2 separate regions of the Ovis aries genome follow, and region 1 is linked to region 2. The links are chromatin contacts, called in public Hi-C maps. All regions are on one chromosome and are shown on one strand. Each heading gives the region's core, a stretch centred on a gene start, on an enhancer-like site or on the middle of the called end of the contact. The rest is flanking DNA. Distances are from core to core; before and after follow the strand shown. Region 1 holds the start of RNF14 (ring finger protein 14). Region 2 has its middle 59 kb from the start of PCDH1.

What was found. A called contact is a pair of places that touch in the nucleus more often than the background predicts.
Region 1: a contact with region 2 is called in a Hi-C map of hypothalamus, with 2.5 times the contacts expected there. The contact joins the promoter of RNF14 here to the enhancer-like site in region 2. A contact is called at or near these places in 2 of 16 Hi-C or Micro-C datasets (hypothalamus and muscle).

What each region holds. Positions count from the first base shown.
Region 1 is chr5:50,688,332-50,693,014 of ARS-UI_Ramb_v3.0, reverse strand. RNF14 (ring finger protein 14) reads right to left here and starts at 3,430. Exons shown (of 10, transcript XM_060415873.1): 1 at 3,368-3,430; 2 at 733-908.
Region 2 is chr5:50,556,057-50,561,032 of ARS-UI_Ramb_v3.0, reverse strand. No RefSeq gene overlaps it. Among named protein-coding and RNA genes, the nearest start is that of PCDH1, 59 kb to the left of the region's middle. Within about 2 kb of position 1,877, at least 7 of the 54 cell types and tissues checked have an H3K27ac peak or open chromatin away from gene starts, as enhancers often do. A contact at or near this core is called in hypothalamus, where this site is marked.

The sequences.
Region 1 (4,683 bases), core at 2,181-4,680, 130 kb before region 2:
CTGTCGTGGGAGGCTGTCCTGTGCATTAGAGGACGTGAATTTGCATGTCTGGCTTCAACCTGCTAGATGCCAACAGCATCCCTTTTCCTCAAGAGTTGTGACGATCACAAACATCTCCAGACATAACCAAATATCCACCACCACCCCTGCCACTGGGGAGGGGGAAGAAAATTGCTCCTACTTGAGAACACCCCACTCTAGAGACTGTTAAAAGGATGATAACATGTCAGACAGATAACTGTGGAAGCAGCAAAAAAACATTAAATTTTTGAAATAATATCAAATCAATTTTAAGATTTATCATTATTTTAGGTAACACCAACCGTGAAAATATGCTATAATTAAACTGTACAAATGTTTTTTAATTACAGCAACTGAAAGATACACCACACTGTCAGATAATTCAAACATGCAAAAAAATATGTGTGAGAATCTGTGAAAATTAATAAAACAACCACCAAAAATTACCATTCTATCGATTAAAATACTAGACTGTAACTGTATTTGCAAATATGCTCCCTCTTGGCTGAAATATTTTCTAAATTGGAATGCACAAGGAAAAGTTAGGACGTGGTTTTTCATGTTATAAAAAAGTGACACTACAAAACTCAAATTCATTTAAAATGATTCCATTTTCAAAAAGTACGTTTTCTAGCAGATGATAATGGTTCTGCTTAAGCTGTGTCCCTACCTAAGACACAGTGATATATTCTATTTAAGGTCAGTTAGTACCTGTTAATAACAACTAGAAGAAAAGGATATCAGCACTGGAGTTCGTACTTCAGCCCCAAGTTTGGAACTCATGCAAATCTCATTTATTCTTAAGATGATGGAGATGAGACTGCTGAAGGTGGATAAAAGGCCAAGATGTAGAACTCATACTAGATATACTAGAGAAACCCTGCCATCTGCAGAAAAAAAATACAAAAGATGGTGTTAGCATCCTCTCCAAATTTAAATTCTGAATTTCCACAACCACCACTTAAATCAAGCACATTCTAACACACAGTCAATCCTAATCTACAGCTGCATATTGATCACCTATGTCAGCCTAACTGAGCCATGTGGTTCAAAGGATATTTGCATGTTCCCAATAATCAGAGTGCCGGTCTTATCTGCCTGCCTTCAGCCCTGGGAGGAGCTGAGAACACCAAAGTCACAGAAGACAACAGCACAACATGCCCCCATAACAAACCACTTCCTGCGGTTTTCTTGTTTTTCTTTTTTCTTTCCTTTTCCACTTCTTCTATTCCTTCATTTCCTACCCCTCCAGTTTGTCCTTTTGTCCACTAACGAATTAATCCTGAGAGGGACACTCAACGTTAGGTTAATTTAAGGAAGACAGCAGGGTATTTAAAAACAAAATAATAAAAGTGCTCACACACAAACATTTAAGTCCTATTCTAAATGCTCTACCAGGCTTCTTGAACAGGGAATAAAGGAGAAAGGGAGACTGGTCCATAGATGGGTTCTGGGGAATGCTATGAATATCTTAAAATATGCAAAATATATAAAACAATAATTTTAAAACCATATTTTCAGATGTGTGACTCTCAAATAAGTTAACAATGAAATTTAAGATCAATTTACATTTATCGAGTAGTACTATTATGTATTATGTATGATATATTGTCTTTTCACATCACCCTACATAACTGTAAATGCTTTTTACCACCTGTAGAACATGGTGACAATGTAATTAAGCTTTTTGTTTCTTCCTGTTCAAACATTATAAATGAGGTAAGGTAAAATCACTCAGTCGTATCCAACTCTTTGCGATCCCATGGGCTGTAGCCTACCAGGCTCCTCTGTCCATGGGATTTTCCAGGCAATAGTACTGGAGTGGATTGCCATTTCCTTCTCCAGAGGATCTTCCCGACCCAGGGATCGAACCCGGGTCTCCCACATTGTAGACAGACGCTTAACTGTCTGAACCACCAGGGAAGTCCTATATAAATGAGGTGAAATGAATTTATACGCAGGCTACACCCCAGAGCAATTCAATCAGACATGGGTCATCCAAGTGCACCATGTTATTCTAACGTGCAGCCAGGATTAAGAAACTCTACTCCAAGCTGTTTCCCATTGGCAGCTCCTTATGACCCAACTCACCAGACCCCAGCTTCTGAAGCTGCCATGGGTCCCAGTCCCTTAATTAAAATTGCTGACATGAATTTCTTTGATTCTATTCAGTCTTCAAGACTCACCTCCAAAACCCCTATTCCATATAAAACTTCCAATTAGCATGTCTTCCTTTAAAAACTCAGAAAACTTTTTATTGTAACTTTCCTATGACATTGTCACACCCCACCTTGCATTAGTTTTTCCTCTGAACTTGCGCTTCCTCTCCTCCCAGACTAAATTAGTTCCTTAAGGGCAAGGATCAAGTGTTTTGCCTCTATGTATATTGCTCTCAGAATCTAGCAGTGCTTTAGGTTAGACACTGGAAAAAGTGAGAACTGAACTGGGGTGAGATGTGGTTGCTGCAATGGGGGACTAGAATCAAGATTCAGGGACTGCACTGCCACATCCCACCAGGAGCACGTTGGGTTGGTCGTCACAATAACAGCAAAAAGAGTGAACTCTTACCACGTGTCAGGCATTGTGGTAAGCCCTTTAAATGCACTAACCCGTTAGATTCCCACAACCCCATGAAGAAAGTCCTACACCTATTTCCACTATACACAGAAAAATGACATTTTAAGTCCACGCTGGCTCAAGGTCACAGAGCTAATATAAAAATAAAACGGGATTCAGACCACCTTGTTTCTTCAGCTGTTAACACAGGAACAAGAATAAACCCCGGTGTCACAAGACGAGAGAATTCAAGTTTAATATTACTTTTAGGCAAACCGGAAACCGCTATAAGAGTGAGGGAAGCCCCTCCTCCGCCGGGTTTCCCTCGAGCCTGGGAAAATCCTACTCATTCTCCCAGGCCACACCATGAACGTTTTACCCGTGGGCGGGGGGCCGGGGGGTCAGCATGCCGCTGCCGTGTCTCCACGGCTCACTGCGGGGCGTCTGGAGTCGTTGTTTGCGCGACTCACCTACAGCTGGGGGGCAGGCCCGAGCCCCGCTACCTGCCCCAGCGCTTGGAAACGGAGGACGCTGCGCGCGTGTGAGCCCGCCCAGGGGTCCCGAAGGGGCAGGACCTGGAACTTCCCCTTCCTCCTCTGGGCACCCCGGGGACCTTAGCCGGGCCGGGTCCCGGGTCCGGGGAGTTGAAGACTGCTAAGCAAGCAGTCCGGGCCCGGCCGCCCTTCTCTGCCTCGCGCGCCTGTAGCGCAGTTCCCACCGTACCTTCCGGCTGCCCCACCGCGCCGGGCTCGAAAGTTCCGCCCTCCAACCTAGCTCCGGATCCCCTCACCTCCACTCGCTGGCCCCTCCTGGAGACGCCCCGCTCAACCGGCGGACCGCCTCTTCCGTCTTCGGAGCTGTCAGCTGAGCCGGGCGGATCTGGCTGAGAGGCCTCGGCGAGCGAAGGGCTGTGCGCAGACGCCGTGACCGCCGCGGCCCCTCGGCCGCCCCCCGCAGGTCAAACCGGCGCTGCAGCCGCGACCACTGTCACCGTACCGCTGCCCACCAGACTTAAGACTTCAGTATGCCTGTGGAGACGTTGACACAAATGCAGATTCTGGGGCCCCTGCTGGGAATGTGCCTCGGAATTAGAATTTTTACCAATCACTAGAGGTAAATCACGAGGCAGGGAACTACCTGGGGTAGACCTGCTCCCCCAAGTAGAGAAGGCAAGCCTCTTCTACCTCCCGGGATCCCGGTCTCAGAAATGCTACCTATCTTTCTGGCACCTCCACTATGAAGGCATTCTCTCATTGGTCATATTGTAACTGTAATAACTACAGTGTTTATTAAGCATAGGAATGCTTCAAGTCCTGTACTCATGATTTTATGTAAATGTTCACTTCATTATAACCTTATACTTTAGATACTATTTGTTATTCCTGCTTTACAAGTGAGGAAATTGAGAAAGGTTCAAGAATTTACCAAAGCGTATAGGCTGAGTGGGAATTAAAATTACATGTCCCCTACTACCTCATGCCATATGCAAAAATTAACTCAAAATATAGCAAAGACCTAAAGGTAAGCAATAAAACTAAAAAATCTCTTACAAGAAAATGTTGGATTAAATCATGAACTTGGATTATGCAATAGGTTCTTAGGAACAAAAGCACAAGAAATAAAAGAAAAATAAATTAGATTCATCAAAATTAAAAACTTCTGTGCTTCAAAGGGCATTATCAAGAAAAGACAACCCACAGAATAGGGGAACAAATTTGAAAATCATATGTCTGACAAAGGTTTAAAAGCCAGAACATATAAAGAACTACAACTCAACAACAGAAAGACCAATAACTCAATTTAAAAATGGGCAAAGGATGTGAATAGACATTTCTCCAAAGAAGATATACAAATGTTTAGTAAGCATGTGAAAAAAGGCTCGTCATTAGTCATCAGTTTAGTTTCAGTTCAGTCGCTCAGTCGTGTCCGACTCTTTGCAACCCCACGAATTGCAGCATGCCAGGCCTCCCTGTCCATCACCAACTCTCGGAGTTCACTCAGACTCACTTCCATCAAGTCAGTGATGCCATCCAGTGATTTCATCCTCTGTCGTCCCCTTCTCCTCCTGCCCCCAGTCCCTCCCAGCATCAGAGTCTTTTCCAATGA
Region 2 (4,976 bases), core at 628-3,127:
CTCTTACTAATAAGACTCCCTATTTATTGCATACATTATCTCATGCTGCCTGGATATAAAGCCCTGCCCTCCTGACAGGTGATTCACTTTAACCTCCCTGAGCCTCCGTTTCTCCTCTGTAAAAGACACATAACAATAATGATATCTATGTCACTGGGCTTTTATGAGAATTAAATGAGATAAGGCACCTAAAGTATGGTGTCCGAAAGGGATGTAGAGTTCATAAATGTTAGCCTTGTGCAGACAACCTTCCCTACCATGGGTTTTACTTCCGAGGATATGGAGAGCTGGCTGTATTCACTGTACCATGCCATTTTATATAAGGGACTTGAGCATCCTCAGATTTTGGTATCTGCAGGGGCTCCTGGAACCAATCTTCCATGGATACTGAGGGATGACTGTGCCTGTATATAACTACCATCTCTTTTTTAGATAAGGAAATCTAGGCTCAGAAAAGGTAAGTATCACACAGTGAATAAATGAGGGCATTATAATTCAAACCCAGGCTGGCTGATTCTGAGGCTGAGTTGCTGACCATGCTCAAGGCCTCCTACAGGGATGGGACTGATGCCTGCTCTGAGCTGGCCTGGCCTGACTTTCCAGTAGCACCTGCCAACACTCAGAAACCAAAGAGTCACATTGTTTAACCAGGGCTGGGGTCTGAGGCTCCCCTCTAGCCCTTCCTCTAATCCCGCTGTAAACTGGAATCCCTCCACCCCTCTACAATCCTGCTAGGCAATGTCTTACACAGGAAGAGGTGCCAGGTCAGGAGCAGCCTTGGTGCTCCTGGGCTGAGTTCCAGGGCTGAGCCATTGCATCTGGCCTCTGAGCTACAGTTTAGTTGGTCCTGGAGAGAAAACCTGAGCCTGGAGGCTGAGACCTGGCCCTGTGTTGCTCTGGGGCCATCACACAGCCTGTCTGGGCCCTAGATCGTCACAGAGCCGGAGCCGAGATAGACATAGGTCCTTGAACTGAGACAGAGCTGGGAATAGGAAGAGCCAAGGCCCAAGCCTCGGGGGCCCACAGGCTGGGGGTGGGGGCTGAGCCATGGCTCCTTCCCATTCCTATCCTACCCTTCCACCCCCACTAGTCCAGCCTCACTCCCACCCCAACTCCCACTCATTCAGTCATTTCTCTCCCTGGCTTATGGATCTCGGTTGAATGAGAGGAAAGAGAGAGAGGAGTGGGCGAGACAGAGGGGTGTCCACTCTGCTGATGTTAAGCCATTCTCATTCTATGAATGAAGGTGATGTGGGTTCAGGGTGGAGGGAGGTGGGTGGAGAGAAGCACTGGGTAGGGCAGCCTGAGATGGGGTTGCCATGGCAACAGCAGCCTGTCAGAAGCCCTGCCTTCAAAGCTGAGGTGCCAGTGTTGCAGGTTCCTGGGGGAGGAGGATGGCGGATGCATGTCTCAGGTAGGGGAGCAGTTCTGATGTGAGCCCCCTGGGACTCCAGCTCCTGGATTCCAGATCAAAACCCTAACCTGGGAGGGAAGCAGCACCACGAGATGCTTCCTGGCAGACACCTCTCTGCCTCAAACCCTCTCTTGCTGAATGTAAGGCAGGCACGGGGGTGGAATCTACACTGTGGGAGAGGCTGAGATGGAAGTCCTCTGCCAACACTACCCTCTTCGCTTCAAATGAGGCAGGAGGGAGAGGGGCTCTTTCTCTGTGGGGAATGGGGCTTTGCTTTGTCCTCCATGCTGGAGTCAGGGGCCAGGTTCCACCAGCATATGGTCATCTGAGGCCTCTGTCTCCAACTCCCCAAGGGTGGCCTTGGAGCCTGGGAATGGGGTTCAGAGAGAAGCCTGGACTGTGTGTGAGCACTCGGACTGCACACTCACTCCCACCACCTGCTATCGTGACCCTCTGGCCACTAGGGGGGGCCATGGTGCAGCATCCCTAAGAATTGCAGGACAGGTCAGTTCTGAGACCTCAGGCAGCCCAGTGAAGCAGTGTGGCTGGGATGTGGCCCCAGGCCACTTGCCCTGCATGGGGTTGACCCAGTGAATGCAGGCCACAGCAAGACCTGAGGGCCTTCAGGAGGCACCCAGCACCCTGCCACAGCCAGTTCCATCCCAGCCTCCTCGGGCTTGATGCCCAGCTGTCTACTCAGACCTTTCCAGAGACCACCAACCAATCCAAACAGCTCTTAAGCACCCACCACTCACCAACCCTGTGCTGGGCATCACAAGCGAGCCCAGATGTAACAGGGGAGATGGATGCTTGCACAGCCTCCAGCGGCAGGTACTGTCGGCCCTGGAGTCGTGAACACTTGGGTTTGAGTCCTCACTGTGCTTCTACTAATTGGGTGACCTTAGGCAAGTTATTTTACTTAAGCCTCGGTTTCCTCATCTGTAAAATGGTGATATAAATAGTAGCCAGCCCATGGAGCTGTGGCGAGAACATGTGCACAGCTTCCTTTCATCCTTTAGTGCAGCCTTTGGCACACAGGAAACTGTCCACAAAAGTGACTACTGTTACTAGGATGAACCATGTGAACGGTAACGTGGAGAAAGAAGCAACGCGGCAAGGAGTGTTAGAGAAAAGAAAAATTAATCTGCTGAGAGAATCAGGGAGGGCTTCCTGGATGTGGTACCAATTACGAGCCTGAAGGAAGGCTAAGATTCCTGGCTGGTGAAGGACAGAGAGGGTGCACCCAGCAGAAGGAACTTCAACAAGGAAAGGCATTTAGACCTCTCACTTTATTTTTTAATCCCTGTAATGTAAATTGGCAGCCTGAGGGGAGGCGGCACTCTCTCCTACATCCCTATTTCCCCAAGGCTCTCCACCCACCAGGAATCCTGGCCCAGGCTCCTTCCTCCTCTTCCTTTCTCTCATCCCCACTATTTTCCTCTTCCTCCTCCTTCCTGCTTTCCCTCTGGGAAGTAAGCTTAGAGGGAGCAAGTTGCACAAATGATAACCACTACCCTGTGAGGGCTCAGGCCAGTGATTCTCAACCGAGGGTGATTATGTACACCCCGCCCCCCCACCCCCCCCACAACCAACAGACATGGGGCAGCATCTGGAGGCATTTTCGGTTGTTAGGATTGGATGGTGAGGGGAAGCTACTCACTTCTAGTGGGTAGAAGCCAAGGATGCAGCTCAATATCCTAGAATGCTCAGAACTGCGTCCCCCACAATAAAGACATAGCTGGTCCCAAATGTCAGTTCCGCGGAGGCTGAGAAACTGGGCTGAGACCAAGACTGCAGTTGGGGAGAAACTCAGCCTCTGCCCCAGGCCTCTGAGGTTCCTCCTCCGAACCCCTACCCAGGAGGCTCCAATCCCCTCCCCCATCTCTCCTCTTCTAATCGGGCCCTCAGCATCCTCTGGCCTCATACTCCCACCACTCCAGCCTATGCCTCTTCCCCCAGGGTTGTGCCCCCCTTTTTTCCTTCTCTCCCTCTGCTGGGGCTGCGAGGGCCTGTCAGGCAGGAGTCAGCCTGCAGGCTGCACGAGGCTTCCGAGACCGAGCTGCCTGCTGCACTTGGTGCTGCTGGCCCTCTGATTGGCCGAGGCTGCTGTTTCCATGGTGATCCCCAGCAAAGCCTAAGGCCCCCCTTGCCAGTGTCCCCCCCCCCCCCCCCACATAGGCCCTATTCAGTGGCGAGAGCAGCGACAGGCAGGTTAATAAAACGAGAGCCGCGTGAGGAGCCGGGCTGTGGGCCGAGGTCCCAGCATGGAGGCCCGCCCAGAGGAGAGAGGGAAGGGTGGGGGTGGGGAGTGAAGACATGGCTTGCTGCCCAGCCAGGGCCCTTCCCACTCCAGCTGATTGAGGGGACTCGACCCACAGCACATTCTGGGGCTGTCCTAGCCCTGGGGAAACTGGGAGTTCAGCCCCTGGAGTGCACCTTTCTGCCGTGGCCTCTGGAGGCAGTGTCTCCTCCCCACTCAGGACCACAGACCCTGAACGAGGAGTCCTGGGGCGGGGCTGGCAGTGAAAGACTAGAATGGGAATCAGGAAAGAGATGGGGTGAGATGAAGACGAGATGGGAGGGGAGTTGAGGTTGTGGACGGAGGAAAAGATGAAGAAGAGGATGAGGAAGGAGTTGGGGATGAGGCTAAGGGGAAGAAGGAATGAACTGAAGGGAGGAAACAGAGGGTGGAGGATGGCAGATATTGGGGATAGAGGTGAGGACAGGATGGGGATAGGGGGAGAGTTGCTAGAGGGTGCCAGGTGGAAAAAGGATGGGGTTGAAGGTAGCAGGTAGTGATGAGAGATTGGAGCGGCAGCTGGGATTGAGTGAGATGGAAAAGAATGAAGTGTGAGGAGATGGAACAGGCAGTGAAAGGTGAGATGGGGAATGTCTGGGTCTAGGCATAGTTTCTGGCTTGTTCACCACTTATCCCTGGCACACAGCCTGGCCAAAATAGGTGCTAAGTGAGTATATGCTTGTTACATAGTTGGTGCTCAAAACATGTTTGTGGTCTGAATGAATGAAGTGGAAACTGGTAGGCTTTGGATGCTGGGAGCATGCCTGCACTGGAATTAATGACAGTGACACCAATGCTTCTCTTACTACCCAGTATCAACACTGAGTACTTCTCATTTAGTACTTGCAATAATCCTTTGAGGCAGGTGCTATTACCATTTGACAGAGGTTCAGAGAAGCTGACTAACTTGCCCAAGGTCACACAGCTCTGATCCCAGCCTCAGATGTGGTGGACACACGGTCAGTTTCTGTGTCTGGACATGGGTACCTCTGGCCAGAGGCCCAATCCACACAGATTGGTAGCAGGGAAAGACAGGGAGTCTGTGTCACAGGGGCTCAAGGAGGGAGGCCAGCTGTGATGCTGAGTTGGGCATCAAGCTCCTGGGTTGCCAATCCTGCCTCAGCCACTCACTGGCTCCTTGAGTCACTTTTCCCGAGGGCTGTGCTGTTGCTTGGGGCATTACTACAGTCACAGCTCTCTCCCTGTGACAGACCCTAGAGCAGTTCTTGCAGTGCTGTCCCGAGGCCTCCCATTTTCAGATGA